2 separate regions of the Mus musculus genome follow, and region 2 is linked to region 1. The links are chromatin contacts, called in public Hi-C maps. All regions are on one chromosome and are shown on one strand. The core of a region is the stretch at or near the end of the contact, and the rest is flanking DNA. Distances in the headings are between cores, read along the strand shown.

Region 1 (4,006 bases), core at 514-3,013:
TCCCTCCCTTCCTCCCTCTCTCTTTCTCTCTCTCTCCTGAACTGTCTCCAGGCCTAGGGGAGCCACCTGCTGCCTCTCCATCCACCCCCCTCAGACACGCCCTTGTCGGGCCAGCAAGCTCGCAGCTCAGCCTCACCACCCCCATCTTCCCTTTTATTTTATTATGGCTTTGTCTCTTGTTTGTTTTGCCAGACAGGGCTGTCCCGAAACTCACTCTATAGACCAGGCTGGCCTCTTACTCATAGAAACTTGCCTGCCTCTGCCTCCCGAGTGCGCCCAGCTACTATGGATTTTCCCTTTGTGACACAGTCAGCAAGCCCAGGTTGGCCTCTAAATCGAATGTAGCCCAGGATGACCTTGAACTCCTGATCTTCCGGCCTGCACCTCCCAGGTACTAAGCCCGGGCTCTCCTACGTTCTCTCCAGAACCAGCTGAGATCTGAAATGACCTGATTACACGCTTCCTGACAGATTTCTTGAACTCCTTGAGGCTAAGAGCTTAGCCACTGATGCTGACTGAATCCCCACAGCCCAGAATTCCTGCTTGACTTTTCCTGGGTATCTAACACTTAAGGAACTAGCAATGACAACTTGGACTGTGAGAGAGACGGTGCAGTGGTTACGGGGGCTTCCCGCTGTCACAGAAGACTCCCATATCCAGTTGCTTACGATTGCCTAGAACTTTAGCTCCAGGGCATCCAACACCTATGCGACACTGACATAGATACAGACATACACAGGAATTTGGAGACCATTACAGAAACCCACAACTGGTCAAAAATAACTGATCCTGGGGTGCTCAGCCCCAACAGATACAGCTCCCACACAACTCCTGCACCTGAGCCTCAGGAAACATGGCGGAAGAGGGGGCCCGAAAGGTTTTAAGAGCCAGGACCATAAAAAGAAGGGGCTGGAGAGATGGCTCAGCGGTTAAGAGCACTGACTGCTTTTCCAGAGGTCCTGAGTTCAAGTCCCAGCAACCACGGGGTGGCTCATGATCATCTGTAATGAGATCTGATGCTCTCTTCTGTTGTATCTGAAGAGAGTGACAGTGTGCTCATGTACATAAATAAATCTCTCTCTCTTTTTTTAAGGTTTAAAAACAAAAGACTTTGCACCTCGGACGTAGGTTGTTGTGGTAGTAAACCCGTAACAACAGCACTCTGAAGGCTGAGGGGGATTGCCAAGAGTTCAAGGTCATCCTTGAGTCAGAATTTAAAAAAGGAGATAGTGGCTCAGTTGGTAGAGCGCTTTTCCCACACCCATGAAGCTCTGGGTTCCAACCCAGGCCTACACACACTGGGCATGGGAGAGCACGGCTATAATCCCAGCACCTGAGAGGGAGTTAGTTCGTGGCTAACTCCTGCAGGGCTAGGGAGATGGCTCAGTGGGCAAAACAACCCAGTCTATAACATAACTAACATAACTGGGTCCAAAACAACCCAGTGCATGAAGAGCTGAGTTCAAATCCCTGGTGCCTACCTGAAAAGCTGAGTGTGACTGAGCGTGCCTGTGACGCCTGCCAGCATTAGGAGATTAAGACAGTTGGATCCAAGGCAAGCCTAGCCAAAATGAGCTATTTCTGCATGTGTATGTGTATGCCTGGGCAGGCCAACACACACACACCCCAAATAAATAAACACGGTACAATGAAAATACAAAGTACATCCCAACTGGAAAAGAACACGGCAGGCTGATGGGCTGCACAGAGATCAGGGCAGAGCCACAGAACTGAGGACACCCAAGGGGCCCAAAGCCAAGACAGTCAATGGCAAGGAAGTACAGCCTTGGCAGATGGCCCCATGGCTCACGCTGCTTGGTCTGCACTGGCCAACAGGAGGGAGGGAAGGGCAGACAATCTCAGAGTCCTCCGATCTTTCCCAAATTCTGGATCAACTAAGCACAAGCACACATCTCATGGACATTAGTACCGTTTGTAAGCCACACCCAGGAGGAAGAAGCAGACAAATCTCCGAGAGTTCGAGGTCAGCCTGGTCTACACAGCCAGTTCCAGGACAACCAGGGTTACACAGAGAGACTCTGTTTCAAAAACAAACAAACAAAACAAAGCAATTAAAAAAAAAACAAAAAAACCTCTTTTGTTTTTTTGAGACTGTTCCCCAGGTTGGCCTGTAACTCACTATGTAGCCAAGGGCTTACTATGCTGCTATAGCTTCCTCCTGTCAAGCCATGACCTTGGAGTCCTGATTCTCCTGCCTCCTCTTCCAGAGTGCTGGGATTATAGACCCCCACCTAGTTTTATGTGGTTCTGGGAATAGAATCCAAGGCTTCCTGAACATTCAACCAATTTAACTACAGCAATAGCCCATTTGTTTTTGTTTTGTTTTGTTTTGAGATAGGGCTTCCTGTGTAGCGCTGGCTGTCCTGGAACTCACTCTAGCATTAAAGGCATTTGACACTTTTTTTTTTGGTTTTTCAAGACAGGGTTTCTCTGTGTAGCCCTGGCTGTCCTGGAACTCACTTTGTAGACCAGGCTGTCCTGGAACTCAGAAATCTGCCTGCCTCTGCCTCCCAAGTGCTGGGATTAAAGGCGCCACTTTTTTTTTTTTGAAACAGAGTTTCTTTGTATAGCCCTGGCTGTCCAAAGAAACTCTATAGACCAGGCTACCCTCAATCTCACAGAGACCGGCCTGCTCCTGGGTGCCATATTCTTACAAGGAGACCTCACACAGAACAGGTAGCTTGAAGATGAAGCTTGGTCAAAGCCACATAACTCCTGCTTTTCATCATGGCACTGGGGGATGTGAGAGGGGTGGGGGGCACAGATCTGTGATCTTGAGGCCAGTGTGGTCTACACAGTGAGTTCCAGGCCATACAGGGCTACACAGTAAGACCCGTCTTCAGAGAAAAAAAAAGGGAGGGGTAGGGGTAGTTTGAAGAACCGGATGGTGCTGTGACTTATCAGTATTGTGTCTCCCCACAAGTTTTGTCTGTTGAAGTCTTCCTCGCTGATGATGCTACTGAAGAGTGGTGGGATGCTGAGGGTACAACATCGGTGACCCACTGAGTGGTCACAGCGGAAAGGGCTAGGAGGTGGGGCTTAGTTGGGGGAAGTGGGTCACTGGGGCCTGGACTTTGATGGACGTATCTCATTTCTTTCCTCTCCCCCGACTTTCCCCTCTCCCTCTCTCTTCTCTGCTTCCTGGATGCCATAAGGCCAGCAGCCTCCTCCTCCATCCCCACCATCCCCACACCTCCTGCTTCCAGGACCACAACGCTCCGCCTCACCTCAGATCCAAAAGAAAGGAGCCAGCAGACCGTGGAATGGGAGACCTTAGAAACTGTGGGTCCACAAATAAACCTTTCCTCCCCTTAAATAGTTTCTCTGGGTATTTTGTCACAGTATCGAACAACTGATTAACACACATGGCCCCGAGCCAAGGCATGCCAATACCACACAGAAGGTCAGAGACAAGGAGTGATTCTCCCTGACCCACCAGAGGGAGCTGGGCCCTGCCTGCAGGAAGGTGATAATACAGACTCTCTCGTCTTTGAGGCACCTTGCTTATAGGTTGAGCCTACCTAATCAGAAAATCCTGTATCAAAACGCTCTAGAATCTAAAACTCTGAGTGCTGGCTGACACACGATGCCACAGGAGGGAAATCAATGGTGACTTCTTGCAGCACTATGGAGGCACGGGTAAAGAGTCATTCAAAAATATCTCCAAGAAGGACACGATGGTGCGTGCCCGTAGTCTTAGCATTCAGAAAGGTAGACGCTTAAGGTTGAGCCTACGCTTGAAGCCAGCATGGGCTACAGAGGGAGTGTAGACCACCCATGGCTATATAATGAGACTCTGGCTCTGGCTCTAAATAAACAAGCATATATATATATATATATATATATATATATATATATATATATATATATAAATTGGTAGGCATGGTTGGGCTTGTGGAGAATCCAGCATTTAAGAGATAGAAACAGGAAAATTGGGAGTTCAAGGGCAGCTTGGACTATATAAGATTTCTGTCTCAAAAATATC
Region 2 (4,006 bases), core at 414-2,913, 68 kb after region 1:
CAAGCAGGGGCCCTGCTCCATCCCTCAGGGGCCTGCGGGGGACCTGGGGACACAGAAGGGAAGGGAGGCGGGGAAGTCCCCAGGTGTCCAGACAAGCCGCAGCAGCAGCCTGCTATAGTCAAGAGAGGCCCAACTGGATCGCTTCAGCCTCTGCCAGTTCACGAAGCTCCTTGGGACAAGAGAGGTTCTCCAGGGCTGGGCCCAGCTGTACCGCGCTCTGTGGAAGGCCGTGTCTGTGGGAGCCTCCTGGTCCGGCAGGGGGTTCAGGTGGGACGTGTCCACGTGTCCACGGCAGTGAGGACAATATTGTTACAAACACAGTCACATCTCCAAGGGGACAGTTCTGACTCCTGCCTGAAGGTGGCGCTGCTGGGAAGCCTGGTAGGGCTTCTGGTGTGAGTAGGGTCGGTCCTTGGTGTCCCTTGCGGTCAGTGTTTGTCCTAGAGAGAACAAGGGCTTGGGCATCAAGGGTTAGGAAGAATGAATGGACAGATGAGGGAGGGACAAGGAGGAAGAGAGCTGGGTAGAGGGTACAGCATGCGTCAAGGCCCTGTGGCAGGAAAAGGAATTCTACAAGGAAATCCAAGTATCTCTGTAGAGGATGGCTTTGCATAAGTATGAACTTATACATAAGCCTTGATTGCACATCTGGTAGTAATGTTTCTTACAATGTTGCTGGGCAAACAAACCCTTATGTGGTCTGGACAGCAGTTCCCAGGGCAGTGGTTACTCTGCCATGCCAACCCTGCCCACATCAGCTCCGCCAGCTGCCTGGTCCTTGGCTACCTGGCTAGGAATGGCCTTCAAAGGCCCTTGTTCCCAAGCCTGGCCCTCGTTAAATGCAGAACAGCTGGAAAGCCAAGGGGCAAGCTGTGGTTTTCTTCACTTCAGCCTCTTCTGCCTGGGTCACACAGTTAGCTGGGGACATGGATGTTTCTAGACCAGGTGCTAAGTAAGTCACGGATGTGGACATGGGAGGATGCCGGGGGGGGGGGGGTTGGGGCAGGAGGGGAGAGTTGGGAAACTGGGACACTATGTCTCCCAAAAGCAAGGACTGTGGAAATAGATGGCTTGCCTAGAATCCCCCAGTGAGAGGCTGGGGGCATGGCTCAGTGGTAGAGCCCCTGCCTAAAATCTCCCAGGGAGGGGCTGGGGTGTAGTCAATGCTAAGGCCCTGGGTCCCATTCTCAGAACCACAGGAAAAAAACAAAACAACACTAACAACAAAAACACAGAGAGAGAGAGAGAGAGAGAGAGAGAGAGAGAGAGAGAGAAAGAAAAGAAAGAAAGAAAGAAAGAAAGAGAGAAAGAAAGAAAGAAAGAAAGAAAGAAAGAAAGAAAGAAAGAAAGAAAAGCAAGCAGGACTATTCCTGGATGGGATATACCAGTGCTAGAATCTTCCTAAGCAAACAAGCGAGCTGGGACAGGACAGACACACACAAAGCATTCTTGTTCCTTTGTATACTTAGTGACTTCCGGGGGATTTTTTTTTTTCAGAGGCTGCCGGCTTGGGTGACTTAGAGACTGCTGGCGCACTTACCTCCTGTTTGTGGGCCTTGTCTGGCTGGTGAATACCGTTGGCAGAACCGGAATTGCTGATGGTCTGTGAGGGGAGGAGAGTGGGGGAGCTACTGAGCAGGCGGCCAGGATGCAATTCCACACATAACCACAAGGGGGAGGGATCTTCCGGATGGGACCAGCAGACTTGAAACCAAAGTCCTTTAGACTGGGTCTCCCAGGGCAGCAATTCCTTTTCAGACTGGGGTTTCAAGGACGGGGACACCCTCCTTCAGACTGGGGTCCCCAGGATAGAGCCACCTCCCGTTTGGGTCTGGGGCTCCCGAGGCTACAGCCCCGTGTGCTCACCTGAGTCCTGTCTGAGCAGCCCCTCAGGGCCTCCACCAGCCTCTCCACCTGCTGGGCCTGGTTCAGCGCATCCCGCAGGGCGTCTTCCGTGCTCACCAACTGATGCTGCAGTTTCAGCAGCTCGGGTGGTGAAGCTGGGTCAATGAGGGAGTAGCGTCTCTGCTCTGATAGGGACTTCTCCTTGTCCTGGAAGGGTGGAGGTGTGGAAGTGTGACCTGCCCCTGTGGGTGCTAACGAAACGGATCAGGCCCCGCCTGCTTTCTAAGTGGAGCTTGTGCCTCACAAGGACCTCCCTCCCCCAGAGTTCACTTTCCAACTTCTTCAAGCCCTAGAACCTAAGACCCACCACTCCATCCTTACTGCAGCCCTTCTGTTCTAACCCAGAGTCAACTGGTACCCACTATTTTTCTCTTCCAAGTCCATGTGACACCCCCCTCCCCCAACTGAGCCTGGCTCCTTACAAGTGTCTCCTCTCTCCTCCACCACAATGGTTAGAGTCCACACACCCCACTCTGGTCTCCAACCAAAGCATTCCAAGACACTCGTGTCGGGCCCCGTCTCCTTAATGCTCAGCCCAGCCTGGGCCTTTAGGCCAAGCTCAGAGTTTCTGTGCAGATCTCCCTGATTCTCAGGGCCCCATACTCTTCACATATCTTTTGTTTTGTTTTGTTTTTTGAGACAGGTTTCTCTGTGTAGCCTTGGCTGTCCTAGAACTCACTCTGTAGACCAGGCTGTCCTCAAACTCAGAAATCCACCTGCCTCTGCCTCCCAAGTGCTGGGATTAAAGGCATGCGCCATCACGCCCAGCGCTTTTTCATGTATCTTCTAGCTTTCCACTATGCTTTTCCAAGTGCGGGGCTGGTCTACCAGCACAGAGCTCCAGGTAAAAATCTGAGCTTCCCTTTACCTGTGCCCAACACTTCTGGGAAATCTGCCTTGTCTTTGTCTCCTTCTGTGGCACAGAGTCATAGAGGCCACAAGTACCCTGTGGTGCACATGTGAGCTGGCATTTAACCAGCCAGACACAAAACACTGGCAGAGCAGCTAGGCCTGATAACCCCATACCTAGGAGCAGATATGAAACCAGATGGGTCCCATATGGCTTAAAAAGCTCTGTTTCAGATACAGAGTCTGATGTAGCCCAGGCTAGCATAGAACTTGCTATGTAGCTGAGGATAGCCTTGAACATCTGATCTTCCTACATCCACATCCCCGGTGCTGAGATTACAGGCACAGGACACTACATCTGATTTTACGTAGTGCTGGGGACAGAACCCAGGGCTCTACTCACACAGTCTATCAATTGAGTCACCTCCTCTCAGCTCTCTAAGCATCCTTTATTATTCCACCTTCGCCTAACCCATGGATCCCTCCAGGGCCAGAAACAACACATCTAACCCCCAAGCCCCAAAGTGTGGGGGTAAAAAGAGGCCCATTCTCTTTGATCCACCCAATCCATATGCCAGAGGTGGCCAGAGACGGCTGGAACATCGGGCTGTAAATGTGAAACAGAAAGGAAAGAGGTGGGACCAGCTCTGTCCTACGCTGCCAATAAGTCCATTCTCACTCACTCACTGCAACTCAGCTCAAAGTCCAGTAGTTTCCACCGGAGAAGGCGCTTCAGGGCCCTGAGTTGAACCTCTCGCCTCTCTACTGACAGAACCCCACACGCTACTTAACAAGGAGCCCAGACCCTGGTTTCTGGTTAGATAACTAACCTGGTTTCTGGTTAGATACTCCCTGCATGTATTTTTTAATCCTCTATGCATGACTGGCTCTGGACAGAGCAGACTCTTTCATGTAGGGACATCTCTGGTGACGATGTCTAAAAAGGGGCTATGGCCCTTCATCTGCTCCGTGCTTGAGATCCTGGAGGACTGAATTTTCAACCCCCCACTGTGACTCTAGGAGATCGCTGGTCTCCTCGGCCTGGCAGCAGGACAGCCCTGGCAAACCCTTCTCCCCGCCCCCACCTCCTGCCTGCACATACCAGCCCGGTCAGCTTCTCACGCAGGCCCCGGATGTCATCCTTCAGTTTCTGTTCCTTTATCCGCCATTCAGCTTTGTGTACTTCACGGCTCAGGTCTCTCTCGGGCCCTGGGGAGTGGCGATTGGCTTCTAACAGCAACACCCTCAGCTC

What was found. Hi-C and Micro-C count contacts between places; a contact is called where the count stands out from the background.
Region 2: a Hi-C map of cerebral cortex shows a contact between it and region 1, with 2.3 times the contacts expected there. The contact joins two enhancer-like sites. A contact is called at or near these places in 2 of 15 datasets of contacts at CTCF or cohesin (CD8 T cells and embryonic stem cells), 8 of 484 Hi-C or Micro-C datasets (the HL-1 cell line, bone marrow-derived macrophages, cerebellum and 5 more), 6 of 115 datasets of contacts at active chromatin or transcription factors (Th17 cells, embryonic stem cells and stem cell-derived neural progenitor cells) and 2 of 9 other capture datasets (adipose tissue and liver).

Annotation. Positions count from the first base shown.
Region 1 is chr5:134,422,373-134,426,378 of GRCm38.p6, forward strand. The region is part of intron 1 of Gtf2ird1 (general transcription factor II I repeat domain-containing 1); the gene reads right to left. Among named protein-coding and RNA genes, the nearest start is that of Gtf2ird1, 32 kb to the right of the region's middle. Within about 2 kb of position 1,764, at least 29 of the 459 cell types and tissues checked have an H3K27ac peak or open chromatin away from gene starts, as enhancers often do. A contact at or near this core is called in cerebral cortex, where this site is marked.
Region 2 is chr5:134,490,353-134,494,358 of GRCm38.p6, forward strand. Clip2 (CAP-GLY domain containing linker protein 2) reads right to left here. Exons shown (of 17, transcript NM_009990.3): 14 at 3,857-4,006; 15 at 1,867-2,052; 16 at 1,541-1,603; 17 at 1-440. The coding sequence ends at 429. Among named protein-coding and RNA genes, the nearest start is that of Gtf2ird1, 36 kb to the left of the region's middle. Within about 2 kb of position 1,664, at least 169 of the 459 cell types and tissues checked have an H3K27ac peak or open chromatin away from gene starts, as enhancers often do. A contact at or near this core is called in cerebral cortex, where this site is marked.